Regions from separate parts of the Rattus norvegicus genome. Here all the other regions are linked to region 1. The links are chromatin contacts, called in public Hi-C and HiChIP or PLAC-seq maps. All regions are on one chromosome and are shown on one strand. The core of a region is the stretch at or near the end of the contact, and the rest is flanking DNA. Distances in the headings are between cores, read along the strand shown.

Region 1 (2,700 bases), core at 200-2,699:
TGTCAACTTGGATTCATTCGAGGTACAGCAACTTATAAAACCGAAGTGTATACACATCACATTAGCAGGTGAAATAATTCAATGTATCCCTCTACTCTGCTTAGACCAGAGCACAGAAGGCCTCTCAACCAGGGCGATGTGTTCAAGAAAACTGAAGTTCAATAAGAACAAATCCTAGACTTAGGTCCTGCCCGGCACCCACCTCCCCCGATCTATCCTTTCGAGAAGGTTGACTTTACTTCCTTTTTTCCCTCCACAATGCTCGTAATTGAACGTTACAAAGTATACCGAGAATAAATCTACCGGGGTCCCCTTCCTCCAACCAGAAAAAGGTTAAGCTTTTAATTACAGGCCCTCAAACTATCATTTTGTGCAATTAGCAATTAACTATAATCGTTGATGAGAGAATGCAGGGCTGCGCTGGCAATTTCCCTCCTCCCCATCCCAGACTCGGTTATTTTAGTCTTCTTCTATTACAGAGGACAAGCCACAACCGCGGGAGCGCTCTTGTTCTTTTTCTCTCTCTCTTTCACACACTCTTGCTTAAAGCCACATTTAATTTTTAACAAAATGGCATGTCAGCTTGCCACTGTGATGGGACACCGAACCCCACACAGAACAGCGGAGCGTTCGCATCCCTCCTCTTCATCACTTTCAGGTTGGCGAGAAGAGTCCCCTCAGAAGATGCTACCTACCGACCTCACAACATCAGCCCTTCCTAGGGGCTCTGGAGAGGGGGGAAGAGGGTTCCTTGCTGCCCCCAGACCCCTCAACTGCCAACCCCATCAAGCCCGGAGGCGGTGGCAACAGCAGCAATAGTTGCATCAGCGCTCCTTGCCACGGCGCCAGGAGGGTACAGTAGCGACTGTAGGGAGCTAGGGAGCGCACAGCTGCTGCGGCCGCAGGTTCCCTGGATCAGGAAATTAGGACAGGCACCCGGGATTGGAGGTGAGAACGGTGCGCGAGCCAACCAGAGGCCGCCCCGGGTCCCCCGTGAGCCCCAGGCCGACGCGCGGAGAAGCCGAGCCCCTGGAGCCGTCCGGATGGCGGCGGCGACAGCCCCAGCCCCAGCCCTAGCCCCAGCCCCAGCCACTCACGCACGCACGCTGCCACTTGCCCCCGCACCCTCCTCACAGCGCGCGGGAGAGCGGTGCGTGCTGGAGCTGCTGGGCTGAGCTCCCCCGCTGGGGTCGCCGCGCCGCTCGGCCGCGCTCCTGCCGCCGCCCCGGTGGGTGCCCCAAGACCGTTCACTCGAGCTGTCCCCGGCGGCGAACGGGCTCCCCGCCCCCTCCTCCCGCGCCGTTCCCTCCCCTCTCCCTCCCCTTCTCTGCAACGCCTGCATTATTTTCCGCCCGCAGGGTCTGCGCGCACACCGCGGCCGCGGCGGGGGAGGTGACCGGGTGGCTGGCTGGCTGGGTGGCTGGCGAGGAGTAGAGCGTGCAAGTTGCAGAGAAGGGGTGCCCGCTCCTTGCGTGCTCTCCGTGCTCCCGGCTCCTCACTCCTTCCCCCTCCTCCTCGCCTCCTCCCTCCCCGCCCCCACCTCCTTCCTCCTCTCCGAAGGGCTGGTAACTTGTTGTGCGGAGCGAACGGCGACAACGACGGCGCGACGGAGGCACCATCCGGGCGGGCAGCATGGGCACGTCCGCGCGTTGGGCGCTGTGGCTGCTGCTCGCGCTGTGCTGGGCGCCCCGGGACAGCGGCGCCACTGCAAGCGGTGAGTGGGGACGCGCCCCTCCACACTCGGCCCGAAACAAGCCGGGCGTCCGCGATCGCTGCGTTTTGGGAGACCCCGGGGCTCCTCTTGCCCATCCCCTCCTAGCAGACGTCTCTCCACGCTCCTCTCCTGCTCCCCTCCCCACCCGGGTGGCGCCTCTGAGCTGTCAGAGCCGAGGCTACTGGGAGCCGGGCCCGGGGGACTGTGGGGTTTAGGGTGTCCTGAAGCGTCCCTTGAACTTGTTGTCATCCTTCTGTGTCCCCCTTCTTTCCAGAACCTCTGTTTTACATGGTTTTCACCTCCCATTGACAAGGGCTAGGGGATGTGGGCTGTAGAGCCACTGAACAATGGTTCTGCCTCCTCTGCCAGGCGGGCTGTTAGGACCCTGGCAGAGCATGGGGCCTGGAAGCCCGGGTGCGTCCCTCAGACTTAAGCAGGGTTGAGAGCGCACGGTGGGTGAAGGTGGGCGTCTCCGAGGACACCGGGCACCAGGTGCCGGCCGAGCCTGTAGTCCTCGCGCCGCCGTGAGCAGGCGCACGTTCGGTGGGCGGCAGCCTGGAGGCCGAGCCATGTCAAGTACGCAGCCTGCGCCCGGGACTGCGACTCCCCAGGCGCCGGGCCATCTCTCAGGCTCCAAGTGTGGCTTTCAACTGGACTGTCCTCTGAGTGCCTTTCTTTCTCCCTCCCCCGGGGATTCCGCAGCTACTGCAGCCTTTAAAAACCTCTGGGGTCTCTGAGATAACTGAACGGGGGAGGGGAGTGGGATCCAGACTTAATCAGGTTACTTTGCTGAGCCTCATTCTGGGCAACACTTTCCCCCAGAGAAACTGAGTCCCAGTGTAGTGACTGTAATTAGCCTTTATTCTACACAATAAGGCCGGAAGGTGTGGTGCTGGAGCTGAAGTGTGACTGTAGCTTGCGGAGGGCGGGGGTGACTACAATCGAGTCCCCGGGGGTCAGCACACTGACTTCGGAGCCCTGTGTAC
Region 2 (2,700 bases), core at 190-2,689, 290 kb after region 1:
TTCTGCATGTAGGTTTCATGTAAATACCACATGCTAAGCAACTGTGCCAATGGCCCTCAAATGTAGGTTTCAAGGGCTACCTTTATTTACTTACATTAGATTTAAAAAGATAAAGAGCCTATAGATCTGTTACTCAGCTTCCCCATTGGCAACTTAATAAGACACTTTCGAAATGACACTAGTGTAACACAAGGTTTATTTGGAAATCAATTTTCTCATTCCTGTCCTCTTTCTATCCAAGATGTAGCCATCATACCTCCTCCGTTTTTACAGGTTATGTTCCCTTTGGGGATTTTTATTATTAGATTGAAGTTATGCTTGGGTCGGGGAGAGGGTGACACATGATAGCAGAGCGGTGCTGTTCTCACAGTGACAAAGGTATGTGGCAGTCATGATGTTAACCCTCATGACCATTTGCCAAGTTACTTCACTATCAAATTAATGGCTAACCCAAGAGCAAGAAAAGCAAATTAGGTGGAGCCTTGGGACAAGGGTGTTTTCAGACCCCAAGACAACGTCCTACACCTACAGCAATGAGTCCTCAACACCTTTTGATTATGCATATAACTGGCATCTTATACGTCATGTCTGAATCATAACGCTCTGCATTTCCACCACACACTGCCATCTTTCTCTCCCTGCCTAATCTTGCTGTAGCCAATGGGGCATCATCTACTCCACTCCGCAGAGAGAAAACTGGAACACTGCTCCTGACTTTTACTTCTTTGCCAGTCACCTTGTACCCATCAGTAAGTTATATCTTGTAATCCCCTTCAAGTTACCTGTTTCTACTACCAACACTCAATGCAAATCAAAAGTCTCCTTGCCGAACTTGCAAATTAAGTACATTTTTCTTTAAGAGAATCGAGGCCTACCGTGAACCTCCAATTTTTTTCTAATAATCCTTCAATGTTTTATATGCATAGGGACACAAAGAAAAATGCTTCCCATTACACAGAAATAAAGAAACTCGACACCACGGCTCCGAAGTTCTACCCTCCTCTTTATCTAGTTAGCGCCGTACTCCCAACTCCCAACTCCGGGACAGCTCACCGCCTCTGTTTAAAATACTCTTGCCTCCTATCACGCTTTAGGTCTCGGCTTATGGGTCCCTTCTTCAGCTTTCCCTGCACTGCTCCTATGCACAAGGTCTGTCAAGGGACGGGCGGGGTGACTGTGACCCACAGAACTAGTTCCTCTAGCTCTACAATAATCAATAGAGAGGGTTTAACCCCTGCCCTCGCCAGGGTTCCTCCAACTCGGAGCCATCGAAGCGGCCAGGCAGACCATCCCGGGGGTGGGTCTGTAGATGCCGCTCGCCCACTACCCCGCAGAGCCCCCTGCTCCACAGCGATCGGCGGAAACTAGCCCCGCACATCCCGCATCAAACTCTCCACAACACTCACCGCACACGTGGGGAAGAAGCTCACGGAGTTCCGCTACCCACCGCCGCTTCCGCTTCCGCGTTCCGCCCCGCCCCGGATCCTCGGTTGTATTGTCCCGTCCTGGTGCTGGGGTCAAGGGGTGGAGCTTAGGAAACACGAAATCCGTAGTTTCTATTGGTCCATTTTCGCCCCTATACGCGAGAGGACTACGTGAGTTTTGGCCCTTGAGGGGATCCGTCAGGTGGAAGGCGAGTCAGTGGCTCGGGAAAGTGACGCTTGAGCCTGCAGATTTCTGGGAACGACGCCGGTTCTCGCGAGGGCTGCCGGGTTTCCGAAGGACTTAAGTCTGCAATCCGGGCTAGCGTTTGGACTGTTCGCTTGTCTGTGTGCTCGTTCGCGTCTTTTTTCGTTAGTTTAGTCTGGAGGATAAAAGCTGTCCCCGAGTGTGTTCTATTGTAATCTTGCTTACCTACTCCTATGTCTCCCTCATTTCCCACCCTAGCTGTGACTCTCTGGATAAATTAGATCCCTCGGGAACCATTCGTGTAAAGAACCAAGCACAGTAAGTTAATGTGAAAAGCTCTCTCCGTAAATGGCGTGTTTTAACGTCGGCTCGTGTTTGGGCATACATTTCCCCATTTTTCCACTTCAGGATATATATTTAAGGTATTACTCCATTTTACCGAGGAAGCAATAGACGTAGTTAACTTGATATTTGAGACTGTAGACGTGGCTAAGCTGTTTTCTGTTCTTGGAGACGACCTGGGTTCAATTCCCAGCACCTACATGGCAACTTACTGTAAACTCAGTTTCAGGGGACCCCACGTCATGCCAAACAACAGAACCTTATTACCTAACAGTTCTGAAATGTAGATGTTGGTTGAGCGGGACCCCACGTCATGCCAAACAACAGAACCTTATTACCTAACAGTTCTGAAATGTAGATGTTGGTTGAGCGGGACCCCATTTGAAGCCCCAAGGAGTGGGTGAACTTCCCGTGTATCTTCAGCAGTCCCTTGGCTTATGGTTCTGGCTCCTGCCCCTGCCTTTCTTTCTCCTGGATCTTTATTGTAAGAACACTTGACAATTTGTTAGATCGTTCGCAAATAAGCTTACAGACTATAATTCCAGGTGGACCCTGCCTCTTGTGTCTCTGGTAACACACCTGTAAGTGTTGAAGCTCGGTAGGGAAAGGTTTCCCCTACAGAAGTTCTGCTCCAGCTGCTGGGAAAGTTTCCCCGATGCTAGTGTTGCTGCTTTGCTCTGACTCGGAGAAAATTTCCCCTGTGACAGTTCTGCTCCAAAAGATATCCTG
Region 3 (2,700 bases), core at 189-2,688, 370 kb before region 1:
CCTTGGGGGGAACTTTTAGAAGGAATCTCCACAGGTGGAGGATGGCTGATCTACTGGAGTCACATAACTGACCTTCACGTGGACCCAAAACAAGCCTTTCTTTCAAAGCCACTGAGAGGTGGGGGTTAGGACATCAATATTAAAATGTACACTGTCACAGCTAAGCCCTGGCACAGACTGGAAAGACTGGTTTTGTTTTGTTTTGTTTAATACGATCCCCACCCGAGGAAGCCATCAATCAGTTTGTAAGCCTCTCCTCCCCAGTCTCTACTCCCCTCCATTCCAAGGATTCAACTGTTTTCACCATCTCCTATCTCCCATGCCTCTAAACCATAGTAATCTTGGTAAAGACTTGCTTGTAATATAAAATACAAATTGACCAGGTACCAAAAGTCTCTTAAGAGAAGCCCAAGAACCAAGTAAGCAAGTAGACCAAATGGAAGGGTCCCTCAGTCACCAAGCATGTGGATTACCATCACCTCAGCAAATGTTTCCTAGTGTCCTGCCCTTTTGATTGCAAATCCTGCAACTCTGTGGAAAAAAAGAAAAGAAAAGGTTTAATGTTCAGCCTTGTTCTCTCTCTTTAAATACACAGATTCACTCTTTAGCCCAGGCTAGCTTTGAACTCGTGGTACTCCTCCTACTTCGGCCTCTCAAGTGCTGAGATTCCAGGCATGGGTCATCATCAGATTTGGCTAACATCTCTGTCCTTCATGTAAACTTTTTGTCGCTGAAGCAAATGGCATTTGTTTCCAATATTTAAACTTTAAACATATTTTAAAAGTATAATATTGGTTGTTAGCCCAACCATAAAGTGTCTGCATGGGTTCGGTCAGTATGCAGAAGAGGAATCTATATGTGTACATGAATGTGCGTTTCTATACATACTTCACACGTTTCCATGCCCTCTATTTCCTCCTTAGAAGGAGCATTGAGTCCTGTGCTGTTTGCTCTGACGGAAGGTCCAGCTTAACTGATTGCAGAAAGCATCACTTTTCTGTGTGTGACATCTTGCCCTGGCACAGCCCTTTGCAGGGATATATATAGTCGGTGATGCTTAAGGGACGACTAGAACAGGTCACATGGCTCCTCTCACACTGTAAATGTGTGTGGCCTGCCTCTGGTTTGTGTTCCTGGGTGGCATTTGGAAACTTGTGGCTGGGCTCTTCTTTTGTCCTCTTCTGAGGTTTATGTTCCAAATGGCTGAAGGCCAGCCCAGCCGGTCCTCTGGTGTCCCTTCTCAGCTGTCCGCACCCACAGCCCCTCGGCATGTTGCTTAGCAATCTCCTTCTGTCCGTCCTTGGACTCTGCATAGCCCCTCCTTGGCTTGGCTATATTTTATCAATTAAGCGGAGGAGCAAGGCTTTACACAGCACTTTCTGAGTCACCCTGCCTGAGCGAGAGGGATGAATCAGAGAGGACAGCACAGTTAAAGGGGGACTGACTGGCACAGAACAAAGGGACTGTGCTGTATGTGGGGGAGGTGTCCTTGCTTGGTGACAGGGCACCTTGGGGACAGGCTGTTTCTTGTTTGAGTCAGTGGCAGTTATTTTTGTTGAACTGAAGGTGCTCTATTCAGTCCCTGGTTGACATGAAATCAATGACTCTCAAGATCTGGGGCAGGCTCTGGGGCTGTGACATCAGAGGAAAACCCTGATTGAGGATTAATGTGATCTGGGGAACACCCAGGTCCAAAGAATGGCATTGACCTAGTGCCAAAATGTGGCTGGGTTAGCCCAGCAGCCTATAGGGAGCCACTGAGACCTGGGGCTCTTTGATCTGTAACCTTTGAAGGGGTGAAAAGCAGACAAGGCTGCTGGAAAGCCTGAGTCCTGCTGTGGTGGTGGTGGTGGGTTCAGGATCAAATGCCCACTTCATCTTCAAAGACTCACAGCTCTGAAGGACTGAGGGGAAACTATTTTCATAGTCAGTGATCAAGGACTCAAGTCCCAAGTTCTAAGTGCTTTATGCCAAATGCATGGCTTGGCTGTCTTTTATGTATGGACCCTTGAACTGTCAGAGAAGCTCCAACCCACTTCTCAGGAACTTATCTGTGACTCAGGGTGGGGCGGGGGATCCCCAAGAAGACAGCTATCCCTGTGGAGAACCTGTGTAACTCATATGCAAACACCTGTCATCAGGACCAAAGACAAGAGCTCACACATTAAGCAGAGGACCGGCTGGTGCTCCTGGAATGATGCTGGGTCCAGTGGAGACTAACGTTATCCTGTCTGACTTCTGAGCCTCTGGAATGGACTTCGGCATTCTCAGGAACTGTTTCAAAGAGGCAGCCAAGACTCCTCATTCTGAAAAGGGGTAATGGGCTGTCACTGGATAATATTATGGTCATCACATCCTTCAGATAAACTGTCCCCATGCTTCCAAATTTCTTCATATGATGCCAGGAAGAAAACATGGGGTTTAATCACCATTAGCATCTCCTGTCCATCTCCTTTTAATGTCCCTCTGCTCAGGAAGGCCCAAGGACCACTTCTTGCAGGAATCGGGTCATCCTTATCACGTGATTCAAATCTCCACGGAACAGGTGGAGCAGATTTGAGGGATGCTTTTCTCCCTTTCTGAACTCATTGGTTTGAGACAGTCCCTTTCTTTGTATTTCACTCTGTTTTCTCAACTGAAAAGCGACAAGGTTAGGCTGACGATGGCCCTGTGCCTAGCTCTCTAGTTCTTCCTGTTCTT

The links. Hi-C and Micro-C count contacts between places; a contact is called where the count stands out from the background. HiChIP or PLAC-seq counts read pairs in DNA pulled down with a chosen protein or histone mark.
Region 2: a contact with region 1 is called in an H3K27ac HiChIP or PLAC-seq map of oligodendrocytes, with 4 times the contacts expected there. The contact joins the promoter of Pum3 here to the promoter of Vldlr in region 1. A contact is called at or near these places in 2 of 12 Hi-C or Micro-C datasets (the A7r5 cell line and the Rat2 cell line) and 1 of 1 datasets of contacts at active chromatin or transcription factors (oligodendrocytes).
Region 3: a contact with region 1 is called in a Hi-C map of the A7r5 cell line, with 1.8 times the contacts expected there. The contact joins the enhancer-like site here to the promoter of Vldlr in region 1. A contact is called at or near these places in 1 of 12 Hi-C or Micro-C datasets (the A7r5 cell line) and 1 of 1 datasets of contacts at active chromatin or transcription factors (oligodendrocytes).

What each region holds. Positions count from the first base shown.
Region 1 is chr1:234,239,237-234,241,936 of GRCr8, forward strand. Vldlr (very low density lipoprotein receptor) reads left to right here and starts at 1,450. Exons shown (of 19, transcript NM_013155.2): 1 at 1,450-1,714. The coding sequence starts at 1,633.
Region 2 is chr1:234,526,173-234,528,872 of GRCr8, forward strand. Pum3 (pumilio RNA-binding family member 3) reads right to left here and starts at 1,440. Exons shown (of 18, transcript NM_001025036.1): 1 at 1,407-1,440. It overlaps LOC102555808 (a long non-coding RNA gene), which reads left to right and starts at 1,814. Exons shown (of 5, transcript XR_010063222.1): 1 at 1,814-1,947.
Region 3 is chr1:233,865,978-233,868,677 of GRCr8, forward strand. No RefSeq gene overlaps it. Among named protein-coding and RNA genes, the nearest start is that of Smarca2, 250 kb to the left of the region's middle. Within about 2 kb of position 1,439, at least 47 of the 93 cell types and tissues checked have an H3K27ac peak or open chromatin away from gene starts, as enhancers often do. A contact at or near this core is called in the A7r5 cell line, where this site is marked.